2 separate regions of the Hordeum vulgare genome follow, and region 2 is linked to region 1. A link is a contact called in public Hi-C data. All regions are on one chromosome and are shown on one strand. The core of a region is the stretch at or near the end of the contact, and the rest is flanking DNA. Distances in the headings are between cores, read along the strand shown.

Region 1 (5,433 bases), core at 2,011-4,510:
ATGCGTGTGCGTAATGCACATGTGTATGCGTGAGTGGTGCATGTGGCAAAAATCTTGAAGGAAGGACTAACTGAACAAAGGAACTGACCGTAGCAAAAGCCGAACAAGATGAGAATCGGGAAAAGGGAGACGAGTTCAAGTTGTTAGAAAGACCAATGCCCGGGAAAGCAAGTCGGAAGGGGATCCAAATATTCAGTGCTTAAAGAAAAAAGATAGGTGCTGCTCTGTTGTTTGCTTTGAGGTTTCACCTAGTTGGGGAGACTGAGAAGTAAACCAGTAGGTACGAAATCCGAAGTCTATAGTGTTAAAAGAGATAGTTTCCCGTCACTTGATGGAGAATTGAAAATATCCCAACATCCGCAACTTGCTCTGGATGCCTATTTAACTACCCTCGCCCTATTATGGAATTTGACTAGCGTATGGGAATAGAATCGTGTGCCCATACATAGGAAAGACAGAATCATCCTACCGCATTCTCGGGAGGGAGCAGGTGACGGGTGTCATTTGTAGTGGAAAGGAAGACACCACTACTTCACCTCTTTGTTGGACCGCCGGTGCGAACACAGTGGTCTTTGACCAGGATCAGGAACCAATTCGAATTTGGATCTTAACATGTCAGTTGTTTTTAATCGTAGGCATCTATCCAGGAACAATTGATCTTATCAATTGCAGACGACACATAAATTTGATGATACACCCTTAGTTAGGTCACGAGCCGTCCTCTCCAGAAGAGATTGCAAAATGGGTATCACTGAGTATTCATCTGAAGTGTTTGCGTGTTTATCCTCCGAAGGCATTAACAAACTTAGGGCGCCGAGGTCTCTCAGTCGAACCTAAAGCTCGTGGAACAGCCAGAAACCTCTTCATCGAGAAGCAGACGGTCATCCTCTCCAGCGAGACTTCAACTAACTCAGATGATACTATCTGGGTTATATATACGGGGTAGTTCCAAGTATTTGGATGGCCCACCAAAGACCCATGACACGTCCAAGATACAACCGAGAAGACCATGGGCAATGGGGCATTGTCATCATCCCATCAAACATAAGGAAGATGGCTCAAGAATGCACTAAGTTCCAACAATCAGATCATGAGCCACCTGATAGCCAGGGACCAGCAGTCGGCATGGGACACGAACAGAGCAGTCAACTATGCTAACAGTGGAGGCTACCTAGTATACCTCTCACCCACGATGTCTTAAAGGTGTTGTTTACCCAACAGTGCAATAATCTAGTTAAATATGGTAGTTACCAATAATAAATGCTATCAAATAGCCGGCCACACCTAAGGCCATAAACAACATCCACCCGAGTGCATTATGTACCCCCTCCTAGCACGCTCTATATAAGCGAGGAGGGGAGCTTCACGCTGAGGATTAAACATTGGCACCTTGCATCTTACGCCAAGAGATAGGAGCACCACATGAGTAGGGTATTACCTCCACATATTTCCTTACACGCACTCCCACCTGCACCGTTACAGTAGATACGATTGCTTCTACATTCCTACCATCATAGTATTTTCAGGATTATATCCACGACAGATGTGGTGGTGTTGAAATGTCACATTTGTGGCTATTTGGCGGGCGCTATTTTGATCTTCAAAAAGAACATCCTTCATCTTGTCCGTCGGTTTTGTCCGACAATGGCTACGGGAAATCACCAGGAGAAGGATTGTGCGAGGAAAGAGGCCGAGGGCCGCCGAATAGCAAAGGAGAGGCATGCAGGATGACTCAAATTGTGAACAGGCAATACTAGTCGGTTTTTTTAAATAAAAAAGTTCCATATACTCGAAGGTATTCCAATGCTGGACTTTTTTATTTTCTTCATAAAATTATTTGATCAAGTGTTCAAGATGTGAGCATGAATTCCTTCAAAACGTTAATTTTTAAAGAAGTTGTGTGGCCTTAAATTTGTGCCTTGCCTTCATTGGTATTCGATATTTAGATGGTGGCAACCTAGTGTTTTGCCTCAACATAGATAGTCATACAAGCAATTAATCAGTGTTTTCTGTTGTCTCTACAATAATGAAAAAGTTAGTTCTCAAAGACTCAGAGTTTCTATTCCCGAACTTATTTGAGCTCAGTAAACGGTAAAATTGAAAAAGAAAAGAAAAAGGTTTAATTTTTTTTAAACCAACATTGACAAAAGTTTTAAGTGCGTGAAAAATTTTGGCATGAAATAACATTCCTACAAGGTTTGGCAAAAAAAAAAACAAATCGATGCTCTCAAAAGCGCATTTTCGGAGTATCGATTTTGTTTTATTTTCCACGACTTGTAGGAATGTTATGTCATATCAAATTTGTGTACACACTTAATACTTTTGTCAATGTTGGTCTAAAAAAAATTCAGAATTTCTTGAATGTTCTTTAATTTTTTATTTATTTTACTATTCACCGAGCTCAAATGATCTCGGGAGGAGAAGGGCACTTTCGACTTCTCAAGTGTTAAACACCAGCAACATACATATACTTGCAGGCTATATATCAAGCGATAACAGTCAGTTTTATTTACCCGCAAACTCCAAAAGGTCTAAATAACAAACCGAGATATTAAAAAATCAGAAATTAATTGATCCTCAAAAAACATGCACTACGTTTTAATTAGTTCTAATTATATTTGGTTCTTATTCATGTTCTCCAAAACTAACTTCTCAGGCGTACCTAAATCCGTGTTCGAGTTTTCTACTGTAATGCCAATCTATATGGATAGCACCATGACTAAAGAAACCGATCATATATACTATTAAGTTTGACTTGAAGCACCATCACATTCACTGAACTGTGTAATCCACTCTAAACAGAGATGCACTTCACGACACCATTTGCAACTCAGGTATCGTTGAAAACCTCTTCCGTATCACCAGATCAAACATTTTTTTCCTGCACGAGAGAGTGATTTTATTACCACCAGGCTCTGCATCATTTAGCGGGATAATGCAGGCGGCCCAATCCGCACACGAAACTGCATGCAATACATTACAATTTCCTATGGTTGGGTCTCCACTAGACCACTACACCTTGGACTTGAGACAAAAAGGAAACGGAAGCATGCTAAGTGCAGCACCATCACACTAGTGACTCCACCATGGCATCCAATTGCCATTTTCAGAATGTGCTGTTTTGGCACAAGAAAATGTTTGTTAATAAGAGAAGATCGGTTCATGCGCAGCCCCACCACTATCGCGATGACTTTTCGTACCAGGAACTGGTATTCACCACTTTAACTGTCTATAAGAACAAGCCAAGAGACCATGAACAATGCAGGCAGTCCAAGTCTCAAAGACAGTGTAGTAGTAAGTGGGACTGTAAGTGTTGAGACATGGAGTACTCTCACCGCAGCAGGTTTCTCCTGGTGTGCTCAGTTCTTGTGCTGTGCCTCGTAACCCAAGGCGCAAGGTGTGACGAGTTAACCAGTGATTTCTATGACTGGTCATGCCCCGGAGTGTACGACGTTGTCCAGCAGCAAGTGTTTGCTGCCATGAGGGAAGAGCCGAGGATGGGAGCCTCCCTGCTCAGGCTCCATTTCCATGACTGCTTTGTCAATGTACCTCAACTTTCTTCTTAACTTTTCTACCATGAATGTTATGTTGCTGTACAGCTACTATTTTGTTGCAGTTACTGAAAACATATGTTGCGGTGTATGCAGGGGTGTGATGGTTCAATCTTGCTGGATGGTGCCGACGCCGAGAAATTCGCACTGCCCAACCAGAACTCCGTCAGAGGGTACGAGGTCATCGACGCAATCAAGGCTGACCTCGAAAACATGTGCCCCGGCGTGGTGTCCTGTGCTGACGTTGTAGCCCTTGCAGCTGGCTATGGAGTACTCTTTGTGAGCATCTTACTGCTCTTATACTCCATTTTTTCAGCTACATTCAGCTTGTCAGGCAAGGTATTGAGTAGCTATGCACTGATTGTTTTCAGAGTGGAGGACCTTACTATGATGTTCTTCTGGGGAGAAGGGACGGTCTGAAGGCGAATCAGTCAGGAGCCGACAACGGCCTGCCCTCGCCGTTCGAGCCGATCAGCTCCATCGTACAAAAATTTGCCGATGTCGGCCTCGACACCAAAGACGTCGTGGTCCTGTCAGGTAACAGTTGTCACAAAACCAACAAACTCCACGAAAGTTCACAACTAGAATTAAACTCTGTGCTACATCCCTGAAAATGAAATTGTGACAGTGTGGGCGTGGCCATGCTTATCAGAGTAGAAGCAACTAGTTCTGAAATTTCATTCCTCACATGCAAACTGTCACAAAATTTTCTTAGGCCAATTATCATACAGTTGACCACTTGACCTGATCTTATGGAATGGGGTGCAGAACGAAAAACTCTATTGTCAAGAACACATTACACATGACCTAAATTCTGTACGTCAAATTTGCAAAACTAATAATATTTCTGAACGTCAAAACCGACAGGTGCCCACACGATCGGACGATCCAGATGCGTGCTGTTCAGCGATCGGCTGACGTCCACCAAGAGCTCGGCCGACCCGACGCTGGACGCCACCATGGCTGCTAACCTGCAGAAGCTCTGCACCGGCGGCGACGGCAACCAGACCACCGCGCTGGACGTGGGCTCCCCGGACGTGTTCGACAAGCAGTACTACCACAACCTGCTGAGCAAGAAGGGCCTCCTCTCCTCCGACCAGGGCCTCTTCTCCGGCAATGAGGACGTCGTCGCCAGCACCACCAAGGCGCTGGTGGAGACGTACAGCGAAGACGGCGAGCAGTTCTTCTCGGACTTCGGCGCGTCCATGGTGAAGATGGGGAGCATACCGTTGCCGGAATCCGCCGGCGCCGGCGAGATCCGCTGCAACTGCAGGGTTCCGAATCCCAAATGAGCAACGGCGAGCAGAGCTCATCAGCTGCTAGTGAAAGAGGATGAATGTGTAGCTAGGAAGAACTAGCCAACTGGTTAATAAAGCAGGAGTGAGGAACTGAGGATCCAATCCCAGGCGCTCGTGCAGTGGTGCTAGCCAGTAGAACAAACTGGGTGCTACTTCATCAACTGCTAGATGATCTTGGAATTAAATCAGGCAATCAAATGTGTTCTTGTATGTGTGTGATATTAATATGTTAAATGCTGGAAAAAATAAGATCAAATATAACTCTTCACATTTCATAATCATCTAATTATGATCCTGGTTTGAGTGCGAGCTGGTGAACAATCAATGGACTGATGGCCACGTTGATTGATTTGACTCCATTCAATTTTGTCACATCATGCGGTTGATCTTAACTGTCTCTACAGTTTGACCTGGCTTGCATGCTGCGGATCATGGCCATGTGGACAAGGAAATTATTAACCAACAACAACCAATTATGAGTAGATTTACGTTGTCATAGTATTTTCCACACATGAGATGGAAATGAGGGAGATGGCAGGAAGAAGACCGGCCGATGTCTCTTGCATAACCACCTCGACACAGCC
Region 2 (5,433 bases), core at 2,059-4,558, 82 kb after region 1:
GCCATGGATGAGGAGATGAAGGCAATTGAGAGCAATGGCACGTGGACTTTGGTAACCCGACCTCCAAACCAAAAGACGATAGGTTTGAAGTGGGTTTACAAGTTAAAGAAGGACACGGAGGGTGCCATTGTGAAGTACAAGGCAAGACTCATTGCAAAGGGCTACGTTCAACGTCAAGGAGTTGACTATGATGAGGTGTTTGCACCGGTTGCTCGAATCGAGACGGTGAGAGTGCTCCTAGCTTTGGCAACACAAGAGGATTGGAAGGTTCATCATATGGATGTTAAATCCGCTTTCCTCAACGGTGATCTCACAGAAGAAGTGCACGTGGAACAACCCCTCGGCTACGAGAAGAAAGGCGAAGAAGGGAAAGTTTAAAAGCTCAAGAAGGCACTTTACGGGTTAAAGCAAGCGCCAAAAGCTTGGAACTCAAAGTTAGACCGAAGTCTGGTCTCGCTCGGGTTCAAGAGATGTCCCCTCGAGCACGCAGTCTATACAAAGAACTCCAAAGGCTCAAACCTGCTAGTTGGAGTTTATGTCGACGATTTGATTATCACCGGAGATAGCGTACAAGAAATTGAACGTTTCAAGGCGCAAATGAAGAACAAGTTTAGCATCAGTGATCTGGGATTACTCAGCTATTACTTGGGCATCGAAGTGAAGCAAAGCTCCGGAGAGATTTCCCTATGTCAATCGGCTTACGCGGTCAAGTTATTGGACAAGTGTGGCATGTCAGATTGCTACGCGACACAAGTTCCAATGGACCAACGTCACAAGTTGAGCAAGCGTAGCTTAAATCTGCCGGTGGACACCACAATGTATCGAAGCGTTGTGGGTAGCCTAAGATACTTGGTGCATACCCGACCTGACTTGGCTTATTCAGTCGGGATCGTGAGTCGTTTCATGGAGAAACCGACAACCGAGCACATGAGCGCGGTCAATCAAATTCTACGCTATGTGAAAGGCACAATTAATCTTGGCTGCATGTACAGAAAGGGAAAGGAAGGATTGATCCTTCGTGGATATTCAGATAGTGACATGGCAGGTGATGTTGATGACCGAAAGAGCACAACGGGCATGGTTTTCTACCTTGGCCCGAATCCGATTAGCTGGAATTCTTAGAAGCAAAAGGTGGTGGCACTGTCTTCATGCGAGGCAGAATACATAGCGGCAAGCACGGCGGCTTGTCAAGTAGTTTGGCTGAGAAGACTCCTAGCTATTCTTGCAAAGCGGGAGGTGCAGAAGGTGTCATTAAAGATTGACAACCAAGCTGCAATCTCATTGTGCAAAAATCCGGTTCATCACGAAAGGAGCAAGCACATAGATACCCGGTTCCATCATATCCGGGAGTGCGTTGAGAAGGGATGATAGAAGTTCTACACGTGAATACGAAGGACCAGCTTGCCGATATTTTCACCAAGTCCCTCGGTCGACAGAAGTTCATCGAGATGAAGAAGAAAGTCGGAGTGCAAGCAATGAAGACATATCAACAAGGTTAAGGAGGTGAATGTAGTAATTAACCTAGTTGTAGTCTAAACGTACACGTGTGTCCTAATTTGGTTAGTATTGCAAACCGAATAGGATTAGTAGTAGTATTGCAAACCGAGTCGGTTTGCAGTAGGCCTAGCTTAGCAATATATATACGTATACCCCTGTGTAGTCTTTGTATCAAGATCAGAGAGATCAAAGAAAAGTTAATACGCTCGATACGAGCTTGCGGCTATCGATTCGTTTTCGTTGAGTTCCGTCAATGCTGCTGAAAGAAACTCGACCGACTAGAGCTAGCTAGCAAGCCAGGTTCAAGAATCCATTAACCTGCTTGCTTGCTTGCTTGCTTCAAGCCAGCTTTACACACGTCCGTGTATTAGCTTCGGTCGTGATTTGATCTATGGTTTAAAAGCCAACATGCACGCCCAGCTGAACACGGCTCCCCGTCACATTCAAACGCCTTCAATAAACGCACGTGGAAGCTGAGAAACCTACTTCGGCTACACATCCGATCATGAGTGGGCCAGAATTAAACACAACGCCGGACGAGATCCTTTCGTCCGCCCTCAGTTTAAACGAGGACAAAAGTCAGGCAAGAGTCGCACCCCTCCACCGCTCTCCAATCTCCTCCTTCACCATTCACTCAACTTTTCCAATGGCTTTCGAAGAGCAGTTCCTCGGCATACAAGCCGGCTTGGTGGCCCGCCAGCCCACCATATACGAGCAAAGGAGCTCGCTGCTCCACCCCCCTGGCCTATCCCGACGAAGTCAGTTACCGCCCCAAGCCGACGCGTGATTCAACAACTCGCCGCTCTAGGCCAGGTCGATGAGGAGTGGTGAGTTGCTCCACGCTGGTACGATGGGGGGCACGACGGCAACTGCGTCTCCCGTATCTGCGACCGTGTCTCCCGTGCTTGCGTCCGCGCCATGCAGATAGAGACAGAAGTTGGGTGAACGGAGAGCGACGAGTCGGTGGCCAGCACCTTTGAGTACGCCACCATCATCAAGGAGAAGTAGAATACAGGAGGTTGTCGTCGCTTGGGTCTCACGAAGGCCACCGCCGAGGCGACACCGGCGTACACAGCTGGTGTCTTGCCCGGTTCTTCTTTTGCGAGGACAATCGTTGACCCCACATGGGATCCCTGGAAGCGAAGGCAACCCCTTCCCCTCCCGTTGAAGCAACATTCGGGGGTTCCAGACTGACGATCGGTGGGGAAGCGAGCCATCCGTTGAGCAAAAGGATATGCCATCGACACTCCCAACAGTCTGGTGATCGGCCTGTTGGACATGAGGAAGACAGAGGGATCCATTAACAATCATTTAGATTAGGTATTAATTATACCTCCACACTCGAACTAGCACTACTTAGTTGATGTAAATGTAATGATATCCTTCATGTTTATATGTAAATCCGATATTTTTATATGAAACCTGTGGTGTTTATATGAAATTTGGCCGTGTTTGCATGAATTTTGTCTTGTTGATTCGAGTTGTTGTTAAAATGTATGGGCTAGAGTCTGATGTTTTTCTTCCGTATTCATGTCTGCGGATTGATTCCCTGATACACTGATACACGAAAGGATGCGGGAGAAACTTTAAAGGTAGCTAAGGCTTTTGTTTCCTTGCTAAGTTTCACTGGATGCATATCTCTTACGACCATGTATTTCTGAAGGAAAATGGTAGTGGTGAAAGCTCCTAAAATTAGTTGTAATCATGTTGGTACAATATGAAAATGACATGGACGTTGCATGTATGCATGGAAACACAGCCGTCGTCATCGAATGGAGAAGGAAGGAAGTTTCGTCTCACGACGATCTTCTATCTTGGGTTTAGAATATCTAATATATATCAATGTTGATGCCGTCACATTCCTTCGAGAGTTGCACTCATATTCAGTCTGTTGGTTGATGAGATATTAATGGTAAGGAAGAGGAAATATCTAATAAAACATCTCTGGTGTGGTTGTCCATAAGATATATTCTTTTTCTTCTTCGAAAAGGAGCTTGCCCACGGCCTCTCTATGAAAATATCTTAGCAAATATATAATTTGAATGATTTGGAAAAACAAATAGCAAATATCCAGACATATTACGAAGTACAAATCTCCTTTAATTAAACTAAAAGTAAATCAGGTTTAAGAAATCTAGAATTGTACTACACCCGCCATCCAAAGTGGTTGGGCATATTCCGCCGTACCGTCTTCATCAACTACCCCAAAGGTCATTGGTGTTTGATCCTCCGGATGTTGCTAAACACACCACATATGGATTTGTTGTATATTCCCTCCGTCCGAAAACAAATGTCTCAAGCTTCACACTCCCTCCGTTCCTAAATATTTATCCTTTTAAAGATTTTCATTACAGACTACGTATAGATGTATGTAGACATAATTTAGAGTGTAAGTTCACTTATTTTACTTTGTATATACTCGGTAGTTGAATCTTTAAAAAGACAAATATTTAGAACGAATGGAGTATAATATATACTAAAACCAGTACAAAGTTGAGACATTTATTTTGAAATGGAGGAAGTATCTTTGAAAAAAAACTTTAAACAATTTGGAAGCTACGTGATAGATAAGCCACTACCAGAATAATCTACTAAACTCTCGGCAACTCGCACATCGATGTACTGGAGGGCGGCCGTCGACATAGAAAAACCGTCGGCATAGGTGACTAAGCTGACGGTGCCCGTACGGCCGTCGGCATCCATACATCATCGGGAAAATTCTACACCTGACAACTACACCTGACGACCGTTGACAACGTCGTCGTCAAACTTGCGCCATCCAGCACCACGTGGCAGTCCCTGGTAGCACCTTTAAATTAATCAAATCTAAAGCTTTAAAATGTAAAATGAAAAAACAAAATTATATGCCGACGGAGGCAGTCGACATAGATTTGCCACGTAGATTTTTTACGAATAAAAAAGGTAAAAGATATGTCGACGACCATCGTCATGACCGTCGACATAGTTTTACCGGCGTCAACCTCTCATATGAGCCTGGGCAGAGGAGACTACGTATATGTCGACGGTGAGGATATGCCGACAGCCCCGTCGACATAGATGAAGGTATGCCTACGGCCATACTATGCCTATGGTCTTTGCCTGACGGTCAGCGTACCTCCATATATACCAACGCAGGTCGTCGGCATAGAAAAAACCGTCCTACAGTTATTCTTGTAGTGAGCGGACATCAGATTTTTAGCACTAACAAATTGAATTCTAATTTTTAGCGCTAAAAAAGTCCGTTGACCAGATTTCCTATGCGAAAAAGATAAATTACCATGCTTGTTTATAAGGATTTGACAAGTTTTACAGTGAAAATGCTGCATAGAAAATCAACAGAAAAAGGGTCATGCTGCAACGATTAATTGACATGTGTTTGATCCAGATCCGATGTACAAAATCTAGCATTAGAAAATACTTTAACCATGTGAGCTCGAGTTCACAAACTCCATGTCCCATACATATGTACCACTGCTCCAAAGTCCAAACTTGCTAACATAGTATTACCCAGAAACATAGCTGTTGTGTTTAAATCAGATTTCGTCTCTCCACTACTTGAACACGGTGCACCACCCAACACATGACCGACCCGCACACGCGCAGCACATACGTTTGCAAGCATGTGGGAGTATATAGCTAGAAAACTGTTGGCGTTCTAGGAACGGGTGTATCCGGACTCGCCTGTGTGTGGCCCAGGACTGGTCCACTCCATCAACCAAGCATCGGCAGGCTCGACAAAGCCCTCGTGAGGGGCCAAGCCTCACGAGGAGGAACGACATCAAGACCCGCAGGAGGCCTCCTCAGGACCCCGTCGAAGCGGCGGACATTTCGAGGCAAAGCCCAGCCTCAGAAGTCAAAGGTGACGCCAAGAAAGGACAAGCGAGCAGCAGATGGCAGAGCGGGGCAGTTTCCCCTTTGATGCAAAGGAGATGGGAG

The links. A called contact is a pair of places that touch in the nucleus more often than the background predicts.
Region 2: a Hi-C map of leaf shows a contact between it and region 1, with 4 times the contacts expected there. The contact joins the enhancer-like site here to the promoter of LOC123407401 in region 1. A contact is called at or near these places in 2 of 6 Hi-C or Micro-C datasets (both in leaf).

Annotation. Positions count from the first base shown.
Region 1 is chr1H:79,597,839-79,603,271 of MorexV3_pseudomolecules_assembly, forward strand. LOC123407401 (peroxidase N-like) reads left to right here and starts at 3,261. Exons shown (of 4, transcript XM_045100527.1): 1 at 3,261-3,545; 2 at 3,648-3,830; 3 at 3,923-4,088; 4 at 4,419-5,130. The coding sequence starts at 3,321. The coding sequence ends at 4,843.
Region 2 is chr1H:79,680,168-79,685,600 of MorexV3_pseudomolecules_assembly, forward strand. No RefSeq gene overlaps it. Among protein-coding and RNA genes, the nearest start is that of LOC123407401, 82 kb to the left of the region's middle. Within about 2 kb of position 3,309, at least 1 of the 3 cell types and tissues checked has open chromatin away from gene starts, as enhancers often do. A contact at or near this core is called in leaf, where this site is marked.